2 separate regions of the Mus musculus genome follow, and region 1 is linked to region 2. Evidence: chromatin contacts called from public promoter capture Hi-C data. All regions are on one chromosome and are shown on one strand. Each heading gives the region's core, a stretch centred on a gene start, on an enhancer-like site or on the middle of the called end of the contact. The rest is flanking DNA. Distances are from core to core; before and after follow the strand shown. Region 1 holds the start of Pcbp2 (poly(rC) binding protein 2). Region 2 holds the start of Dip2b (disco interacting protein 2 homolog B).

Region 1 (3,235 bases), core at 657-3,156, 2.4 Mb after region 2:
AGGGCTCCCCATAGAAACCCTGTCTTAAGAAACAACAACAACAACAACAACAAAATTTATGCATATGTGTATCTGTAGGATAGTTATGTGCACCCGAGGGTGTAAGCACCCTAGCAAGCCAGAAGAGGGCATCAGATCTTTGGAGTTGAATCTTCAGGGAATTGTGAACCCATCTACAGGGAACTGAACTTGGCTCCTTTGTAAGAACAAGTTGTTTTTGTTTGATTTTTGAGAGTGAATCTCACTATGTAGCTCTCAGTGTCCTGAAACTTGCCATGTAGATCAGGCTGACTTCAAAAGATCTGCCTGCCTTTTACCTGCATGTGCCTCGGACTCCTTACAGATGTACCTATTTATTTTGTATGGGTTTTACCTGCCATGTATATATGTGCACCACTTGTGTGCAAGTGCCTGTGGAATCCAGAAGAGGGTGTTGTATCCCATGGAACTGTGAGATCCTATGTCGGTACTGGTGATTGAACACTGAATCTCTGGGAGAACAGTTGGAGAACTATTGAGACATCGTCCCAGTCCTAACAGCCAGTGCGATGGAAAGGGCGTTTGCCATCACGCCTGATGTCCTGAGTCCGATCTTCAGGACCCGCTTGGTTGAAGGAGAAAACTGACTCCTCCTGAAAATCCTCCTTTGACTTCTTCCTGCCTGCTGTGGTGTAAGTACACACACACACACACTCAGTTTGTATACACACATACAAACCGTTTAAAAAAAGGTTTATTGCCTTTTTAAAGACACCAGGATAGTTGTCTTGTGTTGTGTACAAAATTCTGTGTTTTCAAGATGTCTTTTTTTTTTTTTTTTTTTTTTTTTTTTAAGGAGCAACAGGCAACAATAAAGCAGCGTTGCTCTACAGTCCAAGGTGGCCTGAGGTTCACCTTTGTCATCCTTAAGTTCCCCAATGGTATCAGCTTGTATCACACACTGTGCTTGGCCACAGAGTACCTTCTTGTACTGATGTTTAACTTGTTCTTTCGTTCCTATAAATGGATAATTAGACTTAATAAAAAGATTAACCAATTTGGGCAGGAATTCTAGATTATACAGTACTTCTTATATAATAGTGAGATATTCACATGATCAATGTTGTCCTAATACAGTGAAGTTTTAAAGTTACTTTTCTTTCTTTCTTTTTTTTTTTCTTTTCTTTCTTTCTTTTGATTTCTAAAAAGCCCTGTCTGTCCTGGAACTCACTCTGTAGACCAGGGTGGACTCGAACTCAGAGATCTTCCTGACTCTGCCTTTCCAGTGTTGGAATCAAGTTGGGTACCACCACCGTCTGATTTAAGAACATTCTTTTACGTTTTAATTCTTTATTATAATTATTATTGCCTGATTCAGTATCTGGGCTGCAAAATAATGATGTTTTCATTTCTTCTGCACTCACTAAAGTGGATTATTTTTAGAGTAAGCAGTTTGCCTGACACTTTCAGTCTGGCCATTCGTTTTTTATTTTAGACAACTGTTATTTTCCTTTCCCTCCCTCCTATCTTGATCCCAAAGCATTGGCCACCTCTTCGTATTTAGGCCTGAGCTTTCCAGTTCTTCCGCTAGAGGCCACTGGTATCCTCCGCGCCTCTGCGCTGCCGCTCTATCTCAGACCTCGCCGCTGGTTACTGGCCGTCTCGCTGGTGCCGACGCTGTCCAAGGAGCCGCTCTAGGCTCCGGGAAGGCGGTCCGCATTGCGTGGGGAAAGTGTGGACGACGCAGTCGACTCGCCGGCCCCCGGGGCGGTTAGCGCTTCCGGGGTCGAAGGGTGCGCGGGGTTGAAAGCGGCCCGCTCCGCCCCGTCCCCCTCCCAGACCAGCAGAGGCAGCAGCCGGAGCAGCCGCAGCCTGCGCCCTCTCCCGCCCGCCCGCCCTCCGCCCGCCCGCCCGCCCTCCGCCGCCCTCCACCCGCCCCGGGGTCTCTCTCCCCCTTCCTCCTCCTCACCCCCCCCTCCTCCGCCCGCTAGCGGGGCCCCCCTCGCCTTCCCGCCCGCCCCTATTGTTCCGCCCCCGGCCTCCCGCCCTTCCCCTTCCCGCCCGCTCCCCTTTTCCCCTCAGTCGACTCGCGCCTCCAGGTAAGCTTAAAATCTTCTGCTCCGCCGCCGGCAATAGCTTCTTCTTCCACTCGTGACATCCTTCTTGGCGGACTCCGGCCCTATTCTGGAGCCTCGGCCTCTCGTAGACCCGCATGAGCGTCTACTACTTCACTCTGCCTGCCCGGGCATTCACGCGAGGCCCTGGCTCCGGCGCGGCCTAGTAGGCCTCGCGCAGAGCCTGCCCCCTCCCCCCTCCCTCCCGGTGGCGGCTGCGCAGGAGTCAGGGAGGGCGCGCGCGCGGCAGGGGGGGCGGCGGTGGATTTGTTGGTTGAGGGGGGTTGGGGAGGCGATGGCCGGCTTGCTGGCGGGGCGGGTGAGCGCGGCTCCCCGCGGGGGTCAGGCGCTGGCGCAGACACACGAGGAGGCGCTGCTTGTCCGGCCCCTCCCCCTGGGTCGCAGCGCCCCCCCCTGACCGAACCGTTTATTCACCCCCTTTCCCAGTCAAGGGAAAGGGGGGGGGCTTTTTTTTTTTAAGTGGAAAATGCTTGGATGACCCGGGCGGGGGAGGGGAGTGGGGAGCTGCAGAGTTAAAGGGTAGGCGGACTCCCTGTTACCGAGTTACTCTGACGTTCTCTCGGGTAACGAATTTTGAAATTACAAAATGCCTGCCGCTATAAACCAGACCGAGCTATTTATAGAGGGGTAATTGACTGCAGGATTAACAGCTGGATTCCCAGGATGGGGTACACTTAGATTGACCTACTCAGGAGAGGAATTGACAGGTTTCTCAGATTACTTACATGACTTGGAGTTAAAAAAAATACATCTTCGTGCTTTACTTAAGAAATGAATTTGTAGCTAGGTTTTCAGTTTCTTTGCCTTTTGAACTTGTATAACTGTATTTCTAAGGTGATTAATATAACAGTGGGGAAGTGGAACTAACAGTTTTATACTGTATGAGGGGGTGTTAATCTTGCAGACTCAGTGAACAAGCATTGTTTTTCCATAAATGAGATGTTGATTTGTGAGGTTTTTTTTTTTTTGACAGCAATTAACTGTTTTCTGGAAATAGGGAACTGATGTGCTTTAGGGATGCATTTATGTAATCACTTACATCCTGAAGTAACCAGAAGATAGTTTGCATTATATAGAGTGGTGTGACAGTCACTTTAAAGTGCTTTAAACATACTTAAAGT
Region 2 (3,232 bases), core at 350-2,849:
TGTAATGTTGGGGATTGACTCCTGGGCTCCCTGCTTCTAACATCCCCAGCTTCCATTTTGGAGCACCTTGGAAAGAAAGAGACACTAGGATCCCCTCAGGCTGTGTGTGCCACCCCCCCCCCCCCCATGCACACAGTGGGGAAAAAAATCATAAATCAGTTGTCTCCCTGTGACAAAATTTCAATACTAAACACAAAAGTTACAATGTAAAATAAAGATCTTAATAGTTTTTGGTAAGAATACAGGAATGTAAAATTTGAAATGTAAATAAAGAAAATAATAATAATAAAAGAGGGGAAAAAGAATACAGGGATTTTTTTTTTTTGGCCTTCCTTATATATACTAAACTAGAATGAGTACTTTTGGACTACATATAGGTTACATACTGAGGTGGCTAAAAAAAAAAAAAAAAAAGCTATCCCCAACTCCCCATCAAGCTAGGGCACGTCTTTGATTCCAACACTCAGCAAGGAGGCAGATGAAAGTGGATCTTTGTCCTTTGTCGGTTGAGTAGAGAGTTCCAGGTCAGGCAAGACTGCATAAAGAGATGTCTTTCTTTCTTTCTTTCTTTCTTCTTCTTCTTCTTCTTCTTCTTCTTCTTCTTCTTCTTCTTCTTCTTCTTCTTCTTCTTCTTCTTCTTCTTCTTCTTCCTCCTCCTCCTCCTCCTCCTCCTCCTCCTCTTCTTCCCCTTCCCCTTCCTCTTCCCCTTCCTCTTCCTCTTCCTCTTCCTCTCCTCCCCCTCCCCTCTCCGTTCCTCGCTCCTCCAGACAGGGTCTTAACTGTGTAGCCCTGGCTGAATAGGAATTCACTATGTAGACCAGGCTGGCCTCAAACTCAGAGATTAGCCTGCTTCTGCCTCTTGTGTGCTGGGATAAAAGGCGTGCACCATTATACCGAATGCGGTGTATGTAGCCGTGTGTGTAGAGGTCTGCAGAGGTCCTCAAGCTGGCATTAGACGCCCAGTGCTGAGAACTGAGCTTAGGCCTTCTGCAGAAGCAGCCAGCGATTGTAACAATGAAACCATGTCCCCAACCCCTATTCCCACAGAAGTTCTTTTTATAAGTCTTTAGGAGTCAAGGCAAGATGAAGCAAGTTCGACTGTGATCTTTTTTCTTGTGTTTTGAGACAGGTCTCATGTAGCCCAGGCTGGCTCTCACTGAGGAGAGAATGACCTTGAACTTCAGATCCTCCGGTTTCCACCTCCTGAGTGCTGGGATTACAAGAAGCACCGAAAAAGAAATCAAAGAGTTGTTGGCAGGCATAATCCAGAATCTGGGGTAGATGAAGGATGTGGCCTGTAGGCAGGTCCATCAGGGAAAATGGGGGAAAAGACATGACAGATGCATGCTCTCCCGAGTGAGAGGGACTGGAAGAAGTAAGGGCAACGTCCCGGAGTCCTCTTGCTTGAGAGTTTGTGGAAGGTAGGCGTCATATGCAGCAGGTGCCGCATCTTCCCAAGGAGAGCAGAGCAGGCGACGGCAGCCTGCGCTCTCCAAGATCCGCGGTAGAGGGCGCTGTAGCCACGCCCGTCCTGCGTCTCCGGGGCGGGACGAGCTCCAGGCCGGGGGGCGGGGCCGCACGCTCACGTGACCCTCGCTCATGGCGGCGGCGGCGGCGGCGGCAGCGGCAGCGCCGGCGGCTCTCGGCGGCTGGAGCCGGATCCTGTAGCCGGGGTGTGGGCCCGCGTCAGTCCGTCCCTCCTTCGGCCCCCTCTCGTCTTCCGGAGTGTGGCTGGCGCAGCCGCGATGGCGGAGCGAGGCCTGGAGCCGTCGCCGGCCGCGGTGGCCGCGCTGCCCCCCGAGGTGCGGGCGCAGCTGGCTGAGCTGGAGCTGGAGCTGTCTGAGGGTAGGCGAGCGCGCGGCGGGCCGGGCGAGCGGGCGAGCGGGCGGCGGCCTGTGGGCGGCTGGGCTGGCGGGGCTCGCCGCTCCCCACCCGCGAAGCGCGGCTGGGCTTTCATTGTTGTCCCTGGGGGGCCCCGCAGGACCCGGGGACGGGTCAGCTGGAGACAAAGCTGCGCCCTCCGGCTGACACCTTGCCCCTCTGCTGCCTTGCTCCCGAAGGGCCGCTCGCCTGTCCCCTCGCTCCGGCTTCAGAACGAGGCGCAGGGGGACGCCGCAGCTGCACGTCTTCCTGCTTCTCTAACAATGCGAGGTGCCTCACCAGTGACAGGCGTGAGAAAGGAGCGGGGGAGCCATTGAGGGTCCGAGGGAGGTCGGAAGCGGTGGCGCTAACCCAGAGACCCCCCGATCCGCTGCCTCTAGACCGCCTCTGTCCTTGGGAGCAGCAGGCTTTTCTTGCCACCTGCATTCAGTCTAGGTTTTCCTATCTGGTCACCTTTTGGAGTCTTTGTAGAGGTGGCTACCGGGTACATGCAAATCCTGGCCGGCACCCTCTTTCTTTTGACAATGGATTGGTACAGGGAGGGTTGGGTTTGTGTAGATAATTTCAAACATGGACTAAATCTGGGCTCTGTTACAAGAGAAGTGCCTTGGATAACAATGAGGACCTCAATGCCGGCTGTGGGCATGTGGTCAGGCGAATGTGCTGTGGAGATCAGCTTCTCTGTAAAGTTCCTGTTTTTATCGCAGGCGGCCTCTGAACAAAAGCAGCATTTTCTCCGCGCTTGGTTTCCGTACACTTCGCTGATGTCTCCAGAGTTGCATATTGTTGAATTCCTTGCCAAAGACCCTCCCCAGTATTTTTCAAGTTCACTAAAAACTGTTGATTGGAAAAGAGTAAGGAATGTGATCAAGTTCCCAGGAGCGTTCTAGTTCCGACTTTTTGTTAACTTGTCACGACACTGGGCTTTTTCAAACCTTTTTGAGAATCACTTATAGTGAAAAGCCAGAAGTGCGTTTGAGTGTCACAGATCTTACTCGATTGAAGGAAATAATTAATTTTAATAACCCTTTAAGGCTTTCCCAATGTGTAGGGTGGTGATCTTTTCACCTGCATGCAATTATCAACATATTACTTTTCAATTAATCAGTGGGGAAGCGTTTAGGAAGATAGGAAACCTTTGGGTTGCTTGCCCGGTGATACCTTTGGTTACAATATTTACCAGATTTAAAAAAAAAAAAACATTTGAAGTAGTTTATTAAAATATATTTCCCTTAAGGTTTTGTTTTTTTCTTGTCATCTTCTTGTGAAAGTGTTGCCACCGAGTGTGACGAATTCCATTCAGATCTTTTAAAACAGTTCTGTATTTACTTTCAGTAACAAATCAGCTATA

What was found. Capture Hi-C pulls out chosen DNA fragments and counts their contacts.
Region 1: a contact with region 2 is called in a promoter capture Hi-C map of adipose tissue, with 3 times the contacts expected there. The contact joins the promoter of Pcbp2 here to the promoter of Dip2b in region 2.

The regions. Positions count from the first base shown.
Region 1 is chr15:102,468,726-102,471,960 of GRCm38.p6, forward strand. It overlaps Pcbp2 (poly(rC) binding protein 2), which reads left to right and starts at 1,907. Exons shown (of 15, transcript NM_001103165.1): 1 at 1,907-2,078. It overlaps Gm36331 (a long non-coding RNA gene), which reads right to left and starts at 1,771. Exons shown (of 2, transcript XR_384469.3): 1 at 1,530-1,771; 2 at 716-996.
Region 2 is chr15:100,037,065-100,040,296 of GRCm38.p6, forward strand. It overlaps Dip2b (disco interacting protein 2 homolog B), which reads left to right and starts at 1,600. Exons shown (of 38, transcript NM_001159361.2): 1 at 1,600-1,845. The coding sequence starts at 1,746.